Linked DNA regions of Mus musculus: regions 1 and 3 are each linked to region 2. The links are chromatin contacts, called in public HiChIP or PLAC-seq maps. All regions are on one chromosome and are shown on one strand. Each heading gives the region's core, a stretch centred on a gene start, on an enhancer-like site or on the middle of the called end of the contact. The rest is flanking DNA. Distances are from core to core; before and after follow the strand shown.

Evidence for each region. HiChIP or PLAC-seq counts read pairs in DNA pulled down with a chosen protein or histone mark.
Region 1: a contact with region 2 is called in an H3K27ac HiChIP or PLAC-seq map of epiblast stem cells, with 5 times the contacts expected there. The contact joins the enhancer-like site here to the promoter of Tmem71 in region 2. A contact is called at or near these places in 2 of 39 promoter capture datasets (cranial neural crest and embryonic stem cells) and 1 of 115 datasets of contacts at active chromatin or transcription factors (epiblast stem cells).
Region 3: a contact with region 2 is called in a FOXA1 HiChIP or PLAC-seq map of pancreatic cancer cells. The contact joins the enhancer-like site here to the promoter of Tmem71 in region 2. A contact is called at or near these places in 3 of 39 promoter capture datasets (the C10 cell line, embryonic stem cells and hematopoietic stem and progenitor cells), 7 of 115 datasets of contacts at active chromatin or transcription factors (double positive thymocytes, embryonic stem cells, extraembryonic endoderm stem cells and 4 more) and 2 of 9 other capture datasets (adipose tissue and liver).

Annotation. Positions count from the first base shown.
Region 1 is chr15:65,924,052-65,926,751 of GRCm38.p6, forward strand. All of the region lies in intron 15 of Hhla1 (HERV-H LTR-associating 1), which reads right to left. Among named protein-coding and RNA genes, the nearest start is that of Oc90, 13 kb to the left of the region's middle. Within about 2 kb of position 1,305, at least 17 of the 459 cell types and tissues checked have an H3K27ac peak or open chromatin away from gene starts, as enhancers often do. A contact at or near this core is called in embryonic stem cells and epiblast stem cells, where this site is marked.
Region 2 is chr15:66,559,667-66,562,366 of GRCm38.p6, forward strand. It overlaps Tmem71 (transmembrane protein 71), which reads right to left and starts at 1,380. Exons shown (of 10, transcript NM_172514.3): 1 at 1,064-1,380.
Region 3 is chr15:67,095,924-67,098,623 of GRCm38.p6, forward strand. No RefSeq gene overlaps it. Among named protein-coding and RNA genes, the nearest start is that of Gm31342, 58 kb to the left of the region's middle. Within about 2 kb of position 1,433, at least 13 of the 459 cell types and tissues checked have an H3K27ac peak or open chromatin away from gene starts, as enhancers often do. A contact at or near this core is called in pancreatic cancer cells, where this site is marked.

The DNA of each region.
Region 1 (2,700 bases), core at 55-2,554, 640 kb before region 2:
AGAGCTCAGCAAACATCATCTCCTAGGTATGACTTCTGATAGGTTTGCACAGTCTAGCCCTTATTATAGGTAGATTGGAAACAGACAATAGAGAGTGTGGTTTCATTACTGTTCAGTGAAACTACTGTGGGAATGTCAAAAGACTGGTAGAGAATGATAGTAATAGGATTCAGGAGGAGACCAGGCATGAGTTCTCTGAGGAGCATACATCTAAATTGTAGAATAGAAATGCACTGGGGGCAGGACATCACTGGTACAGAGGATATCTTACTATCATGCAAACGGATAGTTGGTAGAGGTTGGGGGAGATGGATAATGCTTTAAATACAGAGGGTGTGCTGCAGTGTGTGTGTGTGTGTGTGTGTGTGTGTGTGTGTGTGTGTGTGGTGTGTACATGCACAAACACATGCATGTGTAAGGCATCAGGAAGGTGTGATGACTAGTATTGACAAGTTGAAAGGATCTAAAATCACTTGGAGTGGATTAATTTAGGTGGGATGACTCACTTTAAGGGTGGGCGACACCATCTCATGAGGTGAAGTACTGGACTGAATAAAAAGCAGGAAATATTCTGGGCACCAATATTCATCTTCTTCTGTTTTCCAGCAGTAGATACAATTTGAAAGCTGGCTCTCAGCTCCCACTGCCAGGGTGGACTGTACCCTTGGACTGTGAGCCCAAATAAACCTTAATATCCTTAAGTCACTTTTGTCAGGTAATTTGTCACAGCAGTAAGAAACTAATGCAGAAGAGAATTGCAGATTCGAAAAAATGAATCTAGCAATCCAAGTCTGGAAGCTGGACAATGGGTTCTGAGCTCTCCTCCTTTGGGAGTAGGTTGATTATGTATCATGTAGCCAAATTTTCATTATTGTTTAGTATGTGACATTTAGGAAAAGAATACAAATATTAAGCAAAGGAGAAAATAAGTTCTTAAAGACCTCATCCTATCAGATCTCCTAAAACTGCATCAAATTCCTGGGGCTGCACCCAGGCAACGTTACAGGAAGAATGACTCAGAGTCAGCATGCAGAGCAACTGAGAGGACTCAGGAAGTCCTTCCACACAGAGCATATGGCACTATTCCTGACATGAAGCAAACATAAATAATAGCTAGTATTGTTGATTTACTTATTGAAAGATGTTGAGAGTCTACCATGTGCCAGGCACCAACAAACTAGTAATACAACAATGAACAAGAAGGAGCAGGGCCCGCCTCTCACAGGGCTTATCACCTAGGACTAGCAATTATATTAGGATGTTACAATTTACACAGGATGAGCCACCCATCTAGATGACACAACATCTAGAAATGAACAGACAGGGATAGTTGCTTCTTTAATGTTGTTTTGACTGTTGCCTAGCAGACACCCTGGGACTATCTAGTTTTATAGGAGGGTGAAGCTTTTGATTTGATTTGATTTGATTTGATTTGATTTGGTTTGGTTTGGTTTGGTTTGGTTTGACAGAGTCTCAAAAGTTTAGGTTGACCTAAAACTTGTTATATAGCTGAGATAATTTAGAACTGTCTCCACCCTCTGAGTTGTAAGAATACAGCAATGTAACTATCTGTAAATATAACTGATTTTCTATTGAGCATTTTTTGTTTGTTATAGCTCTATAGTGGTACAAATTAACTGATACTAACATGTAGCTACTGTCTGAAAACACTACAGATAACTCCTATTTATAGCAATGTAAGTGTCTGGCAAGTGTACATTTGGTTTTTGTCACATTTCAGATAGAAGAACTATGACTATAAGTTATAAATTGGCAAGCTCCTTTGAAATTACTTCCCTATATTGGCTTGTAAATCTGATACCCTACAGATACGGTTTTAAGACCTTTCTGATTTTCTCATCAATTACTGAGTTGAATAGCATCTTTAATATACTGACACACTTACATTCTAAATTTTACAAGACTTTCTTGTGATAGTATGGATGGAACCAAGGTCTTCATGCTTAGCAACAACCAAACCTAACCCCACTCTGGGAGTTTTTAAATAATAATTTATCAGCAACTGTTACCCCCACTCCAGTGAAGTCTGCTTGACAGGCTGAGAGTCCTGGAAGCACTCATGAGGCAAAGAGTTTCAAGGAAACTATGCCTCCTGGAACCTTGGCATTCTCATAACTCATATACTCAAACCCTATCCCCGTGTTAGTATGGTGTATCCTCTCTTTCAGTATTGTTTTATTATAAGTGCCTTTAAAGATTGAATTTTAACATAGGTGAGCCTCCACCAGTGTTCCAATGTCCTAGAAAATCCTTGAAGCCGATGAGCTTGGAATTCAGTAGGAATCCAGTGAGGTTACCTATTCAGTAACATTCAAATTTACTTCTAGTAGAAATGGTGAAACTAATTAGGCATTACAAAGAACAGAGCTAGAATAGCTCAGGGCTGGTCTGCAGAGTGATTACTTAGGACAGTAGCCAGTCTCACCCAAACAAGGGAATACACAATGGCCTAGGGAATAGGTGGATTTACCATAAAAGAGTTAGGGAATCCTCCTGAGACAGGTTTCTTCACTAGACCCAAAGGATCAGCATGATCAGGCATTTACTAAGAACCCCTGGTGGTAGGCTTAACAATAGACTAGCATTACACCTGGCTCCCTTCTTAGTGGTAAACAAGGTCTGGTCCCCACCATCTTTTGATGTATACATTCCTTATGTTTTGTGTCACTGTATCTTAGC
Region 2 (2,700 bases), core at 130-2,629:
TTAAGAAATCTGAAAAAGAGGCTGGTTCTAGTGTCCTTGAAACAAATGTGTATTTAAAGCAGCCAGCAGAACTAGTTTCATTATTGAGTTGCAGTAAGTGCTTGGAGATTGTTGCCATTGACAAGTGGCCATGGAGAAGGTCAAGGCTTTTGTGGTGGCTATCAGTCTGAACATTCCTAAACAGCATAAGCTATACTGAGCTACAAATAGACCACCACAACCCAGATTACAAAGTCACATTCCTGAAAGCTTAGAATTTACTTTTCAATTTCAAAGTAAGCATGCTTCAAAGTGTGCAATTTGTGCAAATATTGATCAGTTACCTCTTATCACATAGTTCTATCTCCATGTAGCTACTGAATTACATAAATTATATAAGTGTATACATATACATATGTTTGTATGTATATAAGTATATATGTATAATACGACCCTAGTAGTTTTATAAGGTGACATGAGAGCCTTTTATGATCTAGTAGTTCTGTCCCTGTTTTTGATAAACATGTCAACTAATAATTGATTGCTATAACATAATACATTAAATCAGTCACATCAACTCTAAGGCTCAAACTAGATTATTTAATAATGTATAGTGAACCTTTCAAGGAATCATATACTCCAGCTTATAAGATTGTCTTAAATAATACAGAACTTTCTAGCATTCTTTGGAAGATTTCTAAATAAAGACACACATTTTTAAAAAAGAAAATCACTGGTTTGAAAAAGATAATATCCATACAAGTGAACATACTAGCATGTTCCTTGTGATTTCAGCATTGAGTAATACAATAAGACTTTGTCCAGTCCAAATGACTATATGTTAGTTTTCCTCAGGCAGTAAGCTTAGTTTTAAGGCAAGGCATTGTGCAGCAGAAAGCAAGGTCTCGCTGTTTGATCTTACAAAAGCGAGGAGCCATGTACAGTGAGCATAATGCCCGCTAGTCAAGAATTAGTAACTGTGAAAACAACTTGCATTCACAGCTCAAGAACTTTTCAAGAAACAGACTCTGTCTACCAGCTCATCAAAGCAATGCATCTGTTCTGAAATATAACTTGCTCATACATATTCCTCCACAGGGAGTCCCCGGGCTCTTCTTCCGACTGATAAATGACAGGAGGGTTACTGAAATACGAAGCTTCCCAGTGGTTGGTAGTGCAGAAAGCTGGACCGAGCCGTTCTTCAACTGAAAAATCCCATCAGAATGTCAACAGGTGCAGAAGTGACTTCCCACAGAGCACCCCGTCTTCCCTTCTGGTTGGAGATGACCATGTCTCTGCCACTTTCACAGGGCAATTTGGTGGTCAGGGGCCTCTGGATCTTTCAGCTGCTTCCAAGAATAGAATAGCTTGTCATTCTTGGGAGTTAGTCTCACGGGCCTTGTTTACTTTCAATATCAGCCTTTCCGAACTAGAGGCAGGGCAGCAGAATGAGGTCATACTTCCTGTCACGATCGCATCAGTGGTGTTCACAGAGTAAATACAGCAGATCTTCTTGACCATCAGAAGGGAACAGGCAACCCAGAGTCAGGTCAACTCCATACATTGTGATCATTGAGGGATGCTTCTCAGAGCTTCTGTGTCACCTCAAACTATATTAACATGAGAAAATTTAAGCCATGTTTCCTGTTTGACATTTTCTGGCTATATTCAGTTATGAGTAGCATACAGTTATTATGCTCTTGGTCCAATTAACCTAAATATATCAAAGATAGCATCAACGCTATCAAGTTCAGGATGCTATAAAAGCTATATATTATCTATAATAATGTGATTTTTATGAGGCTATCCTCTGATACATATGCAACTAGAGACACAGTTCTGGGGGGAGGGCGGGGTTACTGGTTAGTTCATATTGCTGATCCTCCTGTAGGGTTACTGACCCCTTTAGCTCATTGGGTATTTTCTCTAGCTCCTTCTTTAGGGGCCCTCTGTTCCATCCAATAGATGACTGTGAGCATCCACTTCTTCATTTTCCAGGCACTGGCATAGACAGGCTAAGATTAAAATGGTCTTTCACGATAGCTTTGGGACCTCAGACTTGTGGCTTAGCATCTTTGAGCTGCAATTTTCTCAAATTTAAATGTAATAATCTATAGCCCCAAGGTTGGCCTGCAGAATCAAATGAGAAGAAAGAAGAAAGAAATAGCTGGGTACCTGAGGGAATGTGCAAGATGTATTCCTTATTGGATTTTGTGAATTGACTTCTCTTTGGAGAGCTTGATCAGGATGGTGGAGAGTTTGTGTTATTAATTCTTGGGGATTGCTACCGAGATTATTTTTGATGTTAGGAGATATCAGTATTATTTCCTACGCAGAATCCCACATTCTTTCCACCTCCATTGTCTCTCCCTGGGACTCCACTTACTACCTCATTCTGACTGTATTTTATGCTAACATTCCAACTGTCTACTTGGCCTCTATCCAACACATTATGCACATACATATCTCACTATGTAAATTTGATTATGTCATTCCTTAAATTAAAACCTTCATCTTTGCTCCTCTCTCATAATAAGTTCAAAATCACCCCTGCAGCCTATGAGGCAAGTTTTAGCCTCATACTGCACACATTCTATCTTCTAAAGTTTGACCATGTTGATCTTCAGCCTTTCATCTTGTTCAGGTTTGCTTTCACCTTGGAGTCTTTAAACATACTACCGTTGTTTCTACATCTTGTTCCTAAGCAACTCCTTCTACATG
Region 3 (2,700 bases), core at 183-2,682, 540 kb after region 2:
AACTTCCACAGTTTGGTGAGCTAATTTAAGTAGTACAATGATTCCTGTCATTTTTGTTAACAGTGAGGGGAAACTTCAGAGGAGGAATATCAAAGAATCTGAGGTTGTTTTTGATGTTCTTCACTGGGTGTTAGAGGACATGATAGGAACCAGATCTTAAATGTGCATGGGGTGTGAAGAAGCCCATCCCTGTAGTACTTCTGCCTTCTGCATATAAATGTTTGGCCAAGAACTACGAAAGAAAGTAGAGACATCCTGGATCCCATGTGTACAAAAGCCTGTGAGCTGAGACCTGGTCAGTGAGAAGATGCTATGTAGGATAGATGCGGCTGCAAATGACTGATGTATACTGGCTTGTGTTTTAGACCAACTGTCTGTATATACAGCATGCAGATGGGTGAGTGCCAAGACAGGTAGCAGAGAAAGCGATTGATGATGGGTTGGCTTTTATATGACTGGAAGATAGAAATATCCTGAACACACGCAGAGGGAATAGGGGCATGGAAAGTATGGTTATGAACCATGTCTCTTTTAGTGGCAGAAGGGCCGGACTGACGTTGGATAGGCAAAGGGAGGAGGTGACATAGTGAGACTTCTCAGGTCTCTACTTTGAGCTCTGGGCACACCTGTTCTGTAATGGAGAATCAGACAAACAGGGACAGTGAAGGAAGGAGGTGTGTGGTTAGGATCTGTGGAGTTGAAGAGAATAAACATGCTAGAACACATCTTAGAAGGTGGAAGCATATGGAGCCCTAAGTGAGGAGAGTTTGTCTCCAAAGGTCAAGAGCAGTGTTGCTAGTTTGTGGGAAGTGGGAGGAAGGAGGAGCCTTGGTCAGTCTAGGTACAGGAATGTGGTGTTGGGAGATGAGGGACCTGCAAGGTGTTCAAGAAGGATGTAAACAAGGACAGAGGCAAGCCATGGGAAGTACAAGAGGGCTTCGGGCCCTTCAGCTGGGAAGGCTCTACCATCTGGTGAAGTCTGGTGGTGTGCCCAGCATCCAGCTTGGTGCATCTGGCCTGTGGACTACACAGTCATCTCCGCATCCCTAACTCGGTATGTTTCTGCAAAATGAACCTCTTTGGAAGCCCCAGCCTTCCCTGCCTGCCTGGTGCTCTGATGATGCACCAGCCCAGGGGCTCCTCTCCAGGGTAACTCTGTGTGGAACAAGACTTAGAGATCAGTTTCCCTGGCCTTGAGGGCAGAGCAGTTCTCACCGTTTGCACGATCTCACACCACACTCCGCCCAGTTTCTCTCTGGGAGTTTGGTGTTGAGGTGGCCGACACAGTTTCAGATATCTTGATGGTGTGTACACCATTTAGCTATTCCAGGGTACCGTGGCAGGAGAGGGGCAGACAGCGTAGGCTCAGAGTCTGAGTGCCTGGTTCCCATTGAGGTCCGCTGCTGCTGAGCTGAGCTGTGTGGCTCTGGGCAGTACGACTCATCTCTTGGAATGCTAGATTTGTGTAAAATGTGTATGTCAGTGAGGCTGCCTGTCCTGAGGCATGTGAGAAGCAGGTGAGGGGAACCCAGAGGCCTGGCTGGAATGTTTATGCTCTAAGTACAGGTTAACATCCATCCTATCTAGTATTATTGGCAACCAACATGATTCTGATACACCTGCCAACCAGGTACCTGGTACTTTGCTAGATGCTGGGCATTCAGAAGAAAAACCACGTTCAGTGTCTCTGCCTTTCTAGGACCTCTGAGAGTGGAATGGCATGGTTGGATGGAACCTTGAGATACAAACATCGTACTCAAGCCTTCCAGTGTGTACTTTAGGAACTAAAGTCAGCACACAGAAGCACCCACCCTGAAGTCCCTGGGAATGAGCATAGCTTGGATTTCTGGCCAATCTGCAATCTTTCCATTGTATTCTCCCTGATGTTCAAGCATCTCCACCAAGCCCTCTCTGCCTTTGCTTGCACACAACTGCAACTGGGGTGAGCAGCCTCATTCTCTATTCTCTGATGCTGGGCATCCTGTCCCCTGGGTTGCCTCTCTATAGCCCGTCCTACTGCTTGCATCTTTTAAGCCTTCTGATCAACCAGGGTTGACCAGAGCAGACCTGGTGAGCTGTCACGAATTGGCTCTAAGTCTAGGACAGGATCTCTGACATCAAGGAGAGATTTTGGCAGAGGTGGCCGGTTGCCCTCGAGGATTCTGGAACTTTTATCCCACCATTCATTTTCCCATTATGATGTTGTTTGGGCAATGAAACTCCTGCTGGTCAATGGACCTATATGGAAGTGGTGGGTATCAGATCTAACTGGAGACATTTGAGAGCTTATGAGGCATTACCAGTTTCCTGTACAGTGACCTTGAAGGCTATGTGCTGAAGGAGGTGAAGTTGGTAATAATGTCTTTCATGACTGGCTGGGTCACTACATGAAGGAAAGCACAAAATCCCTGAAACTGCTCCTAAAAGAAACTAGCCTTGTTCTCCATTAGTGGGACTTGAAGCTTATTTGTTTTTGCAGCATTAGCCTACTCTGGCCTGACAGATATACAATCAGCTCTGGTCTTTGTTCTTGGCTGAGGAGTTATGAACAGGGTGACCACAGGCATATAGCATTATAGTCATAGGTATGGTGCAGATACCACTGCCACCTCAGTCTCTTGGGAGAATTTCAGGAGGAACATAATACATGTTAGACACATAGAAAATCTCAGAAAATGGCTGGCACAATTTTTCATGTCT